3 separate regions of the Sus scrofa genome follow, and regions 1 and 3 are each linked to region 2. A link is a contact called in public Hi-C and HiChIP or PLAC-seq data. All regions are on one chromosome and are shown on one strand. Each heading gives the region's core, a stretch centred on a gene start, on an enhancer-like site or on the middle of the called end of the contact. The rest is flanking DNA. Distances are from core to core; before and after follow the strand shown. Region 1 overlaps ELF2 (ETS-related transcription factor Elf-2). Region 2 holds the start of ELF2 (ETS-related transcription factor Elf-2). Region 3 holds the start of NDUFC1 (NADH:ubiquinone oxidoreductase subunit C1).

What was found. A called contact is a pair of places that touch in the nucleus more often than the background predicts. HiChIP or PLAC-seq counts read pairs in DNA pulled down with a chosen protein or histone mark.
Region 1: a contact with region 2 is called in a Hi-C map of liver, with 2.9 times the contacts expected there. The contact joins the enhancer-like site here to the promoter of ELF2 in region 2. A contact is called at or near these places in 3 of 5 promoter capture datasets (fetal liver, fetal skeletal muscle and liver), 6 of 47 Hi-C or Micro-C datasets (fibroblasts, heart right ventricle, liver and 1 more) and 2 of 2 datasets of contacts at active chromatin or transcription factors (alveolar macrophages and skeletal muscle).
Region 3: a contact with region 2 is called in an H3K27ac HiChIP or PLAC-seq map of skeletal muscle. The contact joins the promoter of NDUFC1 here to the promoter of ELF2 in region 2. A contact is called at or near these places in 5 of 47 Hi-C or Micro-C datasets (blood, fetal heart ventricle, liver and 2 more) and 2 of 2 datasets of contacts at active chromatin or transcription factors (alveolar macrophages and skeletal muscle).

The regions. Positions count from the first base shown.
Region 1 is chr8:87,854,624-87,857,323 of Sscrofa11.1, forward strand. All of the region lies in intron 4 of ELF2 (ETS-related transcription factor Elf-2), which reads left to right. Among named protein-coding and RNA genes, the nearest start is that of NOCT, 53 kb to the right of the region's middle. Within about 2 kb of position 1,443, at least 60 of the 83 cell types and tissues checked have an H3K27ac peak or open chromatin away from gene starts, as enhancers often do. A contact at or near this core is called in alveolar macrophages, fetal liver, fetal skeletal muscle and 2 more, where this site is marked.
Region 2 is chr8:87,773,193-87,775,892 of Sscrofa11.1, forward strand. It overlaps ELF2 (ETS-related transcription factor Elf-2), which reads left to right and starts at 1,402. Exons shown (of 10, transcript XM_021101570.1): 1 at 1,402-1,653.
Region 3 is chr8:87,694,012-87,696,711 of Sscrofa11.1, forward strand. NDUFC1 (NADH:ubiquinone oxidoreductase subunit C1) reads left to right here and starts at 1,262. Exons shown (of 4, transcript NM_001097470.2): 1 at 1,262-1,346; 2 at 1,920-2,023. The coding sequence starts at 1,280.

The DNA.
Region 1 (2,700 bases), core at 193-2,692, 81 kb after region 2:
GCTCTCCGGGGCGGGCGTCCGGGACTTCCTGTCTGGGCGCGGGGCGGAAGGATCGCGTTGCCAGCCGAGGCGGCCGCCGCCGCCGCCGCCCCTGCCGTTAGGTGGTGGGGTTTCTCAGCCCGGCGGCGGGAGGCGGGCCGCCCTCGGCTTCCTGTCGGAGGACGCGCAAGGATCCGGGCGTCTGAGTGTGTGCGAGTGCGTGAGTGTGTGTCGGTCGCACGGCGTGTGTCTCCGGCCGCGGGTTCCGCCTCCTCCCCTGCCGCCGCTGCTCACGGTGTAAGTCAATGTGAAGCAGCAGCTCCAGCCCCGGGATAAACATGGCGACGTCTCTGCATGAGGGACCCACGAACCAGCTGGATCTGCTCATCCGGGCTGGTAAGGACAGGGGAACTTTCCTCCTGTGCATCGGTGCAGCTGGAGAGGAGATGCACAGGAGTGGGGGCGACTCCCCGGTGGTGGTCAGTGCAGGGGGTACCGTGTCCACCTCAGTCACTGGGGCGGCCGGGTGAAAGGGGGTTAGTGAATGAAGTAATGGAGGCGACGAATCAGGAAGTGATCACCTTGGAGAGTAACCTGCCTCGAATTCGGCGTTGTCGCTTCAGGGTTGGTTTGTGGAGCAGCGGCGGCAGCTGCCGGGCGGAGCGCTGGCAGTGGGTGCCGGGGAACCGAGCCGCAGTTAAGTTGGGGACTCGGGGGCGGACGAGTTGTGCGCTTCACCCCGGTTGCCCAGGAACCAGGAAGTGAGTGAGGCTGTTGTCTCCCGGCTGCGCCTGCCACGCTGTCTGACTGGAGAGGCCGCTAGTGCCCGCGGTCGGGGGCGGCGGGCTTCTCCCGTGGACGCTCGCCACCCCCGCCCGTTCTGCTTTCAGACTTGGTTCACAAATCCTCCACTTCCGCATGGACGAAGCAGCCCCGGGCCATGTCCGGTAGACCGATACCCGCCAAAAAAATGCTCTGACCCTTCTCTTCACATCCCCACCTTGTGCGGTCTGAGAAGTAACGGTTCGGGGAAGGGCACTTAATAACGTGGAGCGGCCCCGGGTGGGGTTTCTCTTGGGGGCCCGCCTTCCCTACCTCATTTAGTGGGCGTCTGTGGAGAAGTAGGTTTGTGCCCCTTCCCTCGTGGGTTGTTTTTTAGAGGGAGAATGGGAAGGGCACGGAATATGTTTTGTATCCCTGACCTGAGGGTTGGGGCGTCAGAGAAGAACGTTTATTTTTGTAAACAGTGGGTGAAGGTGGAGGAGTGGGGGCGGGCGGGAGGTAGTCTGGGCCCTAGGGAAGTCTCAGCACGGAATTGCCCCCTTTTCCCCTCCCCCCCAAGCCTCCCACCATAGCGGAAGCGCCTGGGAGAGGACAGAACCGACGAGATTGACAGGTCTCTGGTCCCAATCTGCTCGCTGAGATGTTCCAAATAAGAACGTTGGTTTCTGGGGGCGGGACTCTGGGCCCGCGCTGGGCCAATGAAGATTGGGCGGGAGTGAAGCTGACAATGTACGCATGGAATTGGAGGGAAGAGGAGTGTAAACACGGAAGTGGCCGCGGGGGTGGGGGATGTGCAGCGCCAATGCTGCAGCGGAAGGGCACGGACTTAAGTTACATAGAAAAAGCAGCTTTACCTAATAGCAGACGGCGCAGCGAGGGCCTTGAATAGACGTAGCAGTGCTTGAATACTGTTTATTGACTGTAATGAGCATAAATGTTCCTTTCCTTGGGATCTGTTTCATATTGCCATCGATGGGAGTTGGAAGATGGGCAATATTCACCTAAGAGTATTTCTGTAAAAGATCTTATCCTCTGTTTTCCATCCATTGTTTTTAGGTAGGGAAGTTTGGTTGGTGAAACTGTGATTCATTTCCATCGGGAGAAATCATAAGCATACATGTATCTTTAAATTTAACAGAAGAACATAATCTGTAAAATATAAGGTCCCAAAGAAAAATCAGTTTACTGAGTAGTGATTAAAACACATTTGACAGTTATTTTCTGATCAGAGCAAGAACTTAAATATTAGTGGAAAAGAGGCAGAGTACAACGAGAGCTTGTTCCCTTTGTATATGTTTAGTCCACTAATAATACTGTATCAATTAAGGGATGGGATTTTTTGGCTTTATATTATTGGTACTAACAATACTTTTATTAATTGTTTGGGTCAGTAGTGTTGAACATGTACCTTTCCAGAAGTATTCCCAGGGGTTGTGAGAACCTTAGTATAGCCCATGCAGTTAGGATTTTGAAAAATACTCTAAAGGTAAGAGGACTTATTTTGCTAACAGAGGATATATTTTTTTTTTTCCATAAGCTTTTGGAATTTTGAAAACTAAGGTGACCTGTAGAGTTACAGTTTGAAAATATAAAATTTTATCAGTTTTTTGATAAGTTTTTTTTTTTAGTTAAATGCTGTTTTTCAGTTCTATTGCCTTTCTTTAGTGTATACAATTTAAGTTTACCTTGTGATCATAATGTTCTGTAAAGAATACATTTTACAGGTGTTCCTTTATGGCACAGTGGGTTAAGGATCCCAGGTTGTCACTGCAGCATCTCTGGTTGCTGCTGTGGCACAGGTTTGATCCCTGGCCCAGGAACTTCCACATGCCATGGTCCCAGCCAAAAAAAAAAAGAATACATTTTACATATAATTGTTTTCAAATTATTCAGTTATGTTCGTGTAATATGAAGCTCCTTTACAACCCTTGTTTTAGG
Region 2 (2,700 bases), core at 152-2,651:
AACAAATATAAGAAAAAGCAGCGGCAGTGGTTGGAGGGGAATATATTGAAGCGCTAGTATGCATAACTGTGCATAAGAAAGGTCATTAATGATGCACGCCAAACACTGGGCAACCCCGGGCACCGTGTCATTGGCTTTTGTGCACTTGAAGGCGCGTGAATGCCCTGCTCAGAGGCTCCCCTTTGTGTGAAAGTGGGGAAACCAGAAGCATGCACCTACTGTTGGGTTTTAATTTTTGAATTTGTAGGCACTTGGACTAAAATACTCTTGCACCAACACACTCCCGCATTCTCGCATCGACAGTCGTCGAGCTTGAGTTACTTCTCCGTTCCTCGGCGGCCGAGGGAGGACCGACAATGGCTCGGGGCGAGCGTCCGCAGCTCCGGGGGCAGCGCCAAGGGGCCGCCCGCCGCGCTCCGCAGCTGCGCGCTGAGCCCCACCGCCCGCCAGTCAGCAAACGCGGGCACCAACCGCCGCGCGGCCCGGCGGTTGGGCGGGTGGTAATTTCTGGGAATGGGGCGGGGTCCGCGGGGGTACGAGGCTGGGCGTTTGCTAGCGAGTTGAGGAAGGAGGGTGAGGAGGAGGAGGAGGAGGAGGAGGAATGGGCGGCGCCGAGAAGCCCGAGGCGGGCAGGGCGGGGCTCCATGAGCATCACGGGCCGGGGAGGGGCCGGGGGCGGGGCAGGCGGCGCGCTCCAGCCCGCCCGCGCCCCCACCCTCCACTTAGCCCAGGCTGAGGAGTGGAAACCGGACTGACCCGGGCTAAGAGTTTCCACAACCCAGTAACTGTCAGGCTGCCTGAGTGTGGAGCCGTCCCTGGAGGAGAAGGGTGGAAGTCCAGAGCGGGGGTGGGGTGACAGCTGGGGCCCGCGGGGGTCTTCAGAGAGTGGCGAGAGTGTGTGCGAGCGGTCCCAGCCGGCGGGGAGAGGCGGGCGGGCGCTGCAGGTGCACGCGCGGCCGCGCCACCCCCACGAGCCGGCCAGTGCTTGAGAGCCTCCGCGCCAATCCCGGGCTGGGGCCGGAGCCAGGAGCGGGATGGGGGAGCCCGAAGCTGGGAGCAGCTCTAGTGGCGAGAGTCTTTACCTGAGAAAGCAGGTTTGGGAGAAGTTAGAGGATACCGGGCGGGTGGATTCGAGTGAGCCGCAGAGGCTTGTTTGGCGGGCTGGTAGGGGCCAAGGGCGACGGGGCCCCACGGGGTATAAATAGCCGGCCGGGGTTTGACAGGCGCAGCAGTGACTGGCGGTGCCGCCCCCCCTCGCCGCGTGGGGAGGGGAGGAGCGCTCGGAGCGAGCGGGGTGGGGGAAGCGGACTCGAGTGTCCTGGTGGCGGCGGCAGGAGGCCGAGTGGGAGGAGCCGAGGCGGGGGGTGGAGGGAGGGGAGCAGGGCGAGGGCGGGGGCCACCATTGCTCCCCGCGCCGGGCTCTGTGTCGCCGCCGTCGCCTCGGCGGTTGGGGGGTCGGTGGAGCGGCGCGGGCGAGGGGCTCTGCGCGGGGCGGCGCGCCGCTGTTTTGTCTTTTCTCCCAGCGAAGCGGCTCGGGCAGCTGGGAGGCCCCGGCTCCCTCCGGACGCCTGGCCAACGGCGGCGGGGACTAGTCCGCGGCCCTGCTGGGAGAGAAAGCGAAGCGGAGGTCTTCCCCGGCGACGCGGAGAGCAGGTAAGAGCGCGGGCCGCCGATGCTGGTGGGAGGGAGCGCGGAGGGTGCGGCGAGAAAGCCTCGCTGTCCCGTGTGCCGCCGCCTCCCTCCGCGCCCCCGCCCCGCGCCTGTGTTGTTTGCTCCCGGGTTTGCGGAGGGTTTTCCGGAGGCTGTGGCGGTGACACTGGACTGGCAGCGGGGGAAGGGGGCTGAGTGCCCCCGGGCAACGGTCGGGGAGGAGACTTGGAGAAAGGGGAAGGCGCGCGGCGCGCTGGCCTGCGGGGAGCGCCGGGCGCGGGGCAGGGCTGAGGGAAGAGGTTACGGACCCCGGCGGGGGGGGGGATGGGCGGCGCGCAGCTGGTCTCGCTGTGTTTACATCGCCGCGCGAGTCACCTCGGCCGAGAAGCGGACTGAACTGACCCGCCTTATCCCGCGGGGAGGCCAGGGCGGGGGTCCGGCTCCGGAGGAAGCGCGTCCTGGGAGGGTCTGTAGGGCGGGAGGCTGCGGCCGGCGCCGGGGCAGGGCGGCGAGCTCGGGGCGGGACCAGGGAGGCTCTGGCCGCGTGGGGTGGCGTGGAGGGCTGGAGACCAGTTTCCTTCTCAGTCGGGCCTTTTCGCCGCCTCTTACCTTTCCTTCCCTCCGCTACTAGCTGGCAGGGCAGGTTGTACTCGGTCATTCTTCCATTCTCGCTCTCCACTCCGGCCCGCTGCTGCCACTTCCCCTATTCCCCCGGGAGTCGGGAGGCAGGGCTCCGGTAGGAATCTGTTTTTTAAACAAAACAAAAACGGGCACTTTAACACGCGCGTCCAGTGACCGCCTTCTGGACCCTCTCTTCGCGAAGCTAGCCCTCAGAGACTGTGCTCCTGGATGCGTGAGGAACGCGGGAGGAGGACGATGAGGGCCCTGCTGGGGCTGGTACTGACTGCCGGAGCAGCTTTGCGAGCCAGGCAGCACAGTCCCCTCTCTTGCTCCACTTGGGCATTTTTATTTCATGTCAATAAAGGACAGAAAATATTCCATTTCCCCGAGATCCAGATTGCCCAGTTTCTAATGTTTCTCCTGTGCCAG
Region 3 (2,700 bases), core at 12-2,511, 79 kb before region 2:
AATATGGCTTCTGTTCCAGCTTGTTGGATACTAGCAAAAGCTGTGTCTAGACAAACTTCCAAGGGATGGTGTAGAAAGGATATACAACTGACAGGTTGCTGAGTGGACGAGAAGCCGAGAAGTTGAGAACCAACAACTGACTCAGCATGTTAGTTGGGTGGTTTGCTTACTTGAACATGAGCCCAAGAGGCTCAAACTAGGTTGCAAACTATAAAGTGACTCACAGTTTAGCAATCTATGCAGCCATCAGTTGCATGTAAAAATGAACCAGAAAACAGAGAACACTTATTTTACTCTCTAGTCAATAATTTTTGGTTAAATTTTTTTTTCAATGACATTGCTAAAGAAAATACAGGCGGAAAAGGAGATTTGCTAACATTATTTTTCTCTTAAAATGAACTTAAATGACATTAAGTTCAAAAGATTAGAGTTAGAGCCTTAAAATTTATCTTTTACCTATACATATGGTCTTTAGACATCAGATTGAATTGAAAATGAGATACACAAAAAATCTGGTTTAAATGTGAAAGATAAAACCCATTGCTCAGTGCAACAGGTATCAAAGAGCTAGGCAAAAATAAGTTATTTACAACTACCAGACACCTCCTAAGGTTTTCTGTTACAGATGTAAAAGGGAGGCATAGAGAGGTTAAATACTTTGAACTTAAAAATCATATAGGAGGGAGTTCCCACTGTGGTTTAGTGTGTTAAAGGATCCAACAGCTGCGGGGCTGTGATTCAATTCCTGGCCCAGGAACTTCCTAATGATGCATGGGACGTTAAAAAACAACAAACAAATAAAACATATAGCTAAAAAGAGGTGAACAAGAATGGCGCTTTGAACTTGGCTCCGCAGCTCATGGCCTCAGAGGACTGTCTACACCTGTTAGGTGTTTTAAGATCATCATCTGGTGTCTGAAAAACCTCAGTCCGAGTCCAACTTGCTAGCTGTGTGATCTTGAGCCTTCTAAAATACGAGGATTCGCTTCTCCTCACAGGGTTGTGAGTCGGGGTTATGAAATAAACTCTCAGAGAAGTGGCTAAACAATTTTTTTTTTTTCCGTTTTAATCCGCTCCTACCTAACTCCATTTTACGGATTGAAGACTGAAACCAGCGGAACTAGAGTACCCGGCGGTAACTGCGATACTTGAGATTCACACCCCTACGCAGCGCAGCCACAGAGCCCGGAGTCCCTCGCCTCCGCCCGCCAGGGGGCGCTCGGCCCCGCGCCGACCCCGGAACCGCGCGACTTGGGGAGGCGGAGCCCAGTCCGGCAAGATGGCGGCGTCCGCGTTATTGCGCCCCTTCTCAAAGCTGCTTTCATCGGCCAGGCTCCCAAGTGGCTGTAAGTGTCTCTCCTCGAGCAGGCAGTCTACTCTTTTCGGCCTGCGGCTCCCAGGGCGAACCCCGCCCGCGGAGGCATAAGGTGGCTGTGCGGCGAGCTCGTCCTGCTGTGACCTTCGCCGGCCAGTCCCGGAGCCCACGCTTGCCTCCATCCCTGACTCTCGGCTCCCCATCACCCGAGGTCCACCCTCCTCCGAGAGGCCACTCGACCCCTTTGGTCTCTGCGAATAGACTTTGAGCCCCTCGTCCTGCTGCTCTGCAGATTTGGTACTGCAGATGCGGAGAGGGGGGACCTTCCCGGAGGCGCTTCTATCCGCCCACTCCTGGGTCGTGAGGGTCCTCAAAAGCCAGCGTAGTGCGAGGATTTGAAGAGGTCCTGGATGACAGGGGCCACCCACCTGGCCCTGTTGGTGGCCCAGGATGAATTACTTGACCACTCTACCTTTCTTTCCGTGGCTGTCTTAAGAGAGGAGGTAGAAGGGAGGGTTAAATGCAGTAGTAACACATGTAAATGTCAGATTTATTCCCACAGGACTGTAAATTATAGATTTACAGACTTTGCATCCCCTTTCAGCTTCAGCGCGGTCAAAGTTCTACATTCGGGAACCACCACATGGCAGCCCTGACTGGCTGAAAGTTGGACTGACCTTGGGCACGTCCGTTTTCTTGTGGATCTATGTAAGTATTTACTCCCTTTAATCATGGGACTCCAACACAGTGCAGAGGACGAATAGCAGTGCGACATTGAATGTTGCTGAGCAAATGTCTCATACAATAGGATATTTATATAATTGCTAATAATGTTTCTCCATGAGGGAAATCTTAGAGACTAAAAAATATTAAGGTTTTGGGGCACCAAGAAAATGGGAAGAGGCTGAAACCTGTCATTGAATGGCTTATTTGTGAATGGCAGTTTTACTGCATGATTAATTATACTTTATCTCTTAACGAAGATAGCAGATTTGAGTTTTATGAAGGTACTATTTTCAGATGCCACAGGGGTGGATCATAAATAAACAAGATATGCAAATTAAATCCTATTAGACTTACAAAACATAAGGTTTTTTTTTTGGTCTTTTCTAGGTCCGCACCTGTGGCATATGGAGGTTCCCAGGCTAGGGGTCTAATCAGAGCTGTAGCCACCAGCCTACGCCAGAGGCAGCAACTGCAGGATCTGAGCCGCATCTGTGACCTATGCCACAGCTAAATGGCAGTGCTGCATCCTTAACCCACTGAGCGAGGCCATGGATGGAACCCACAACCTCATCGTTCCTAGTCGGATTCGTTAACCACTGAGCCATGACAGGGAACTCCCAAAACATAAGATTTTAACAATGTTTATATAAATACATTGT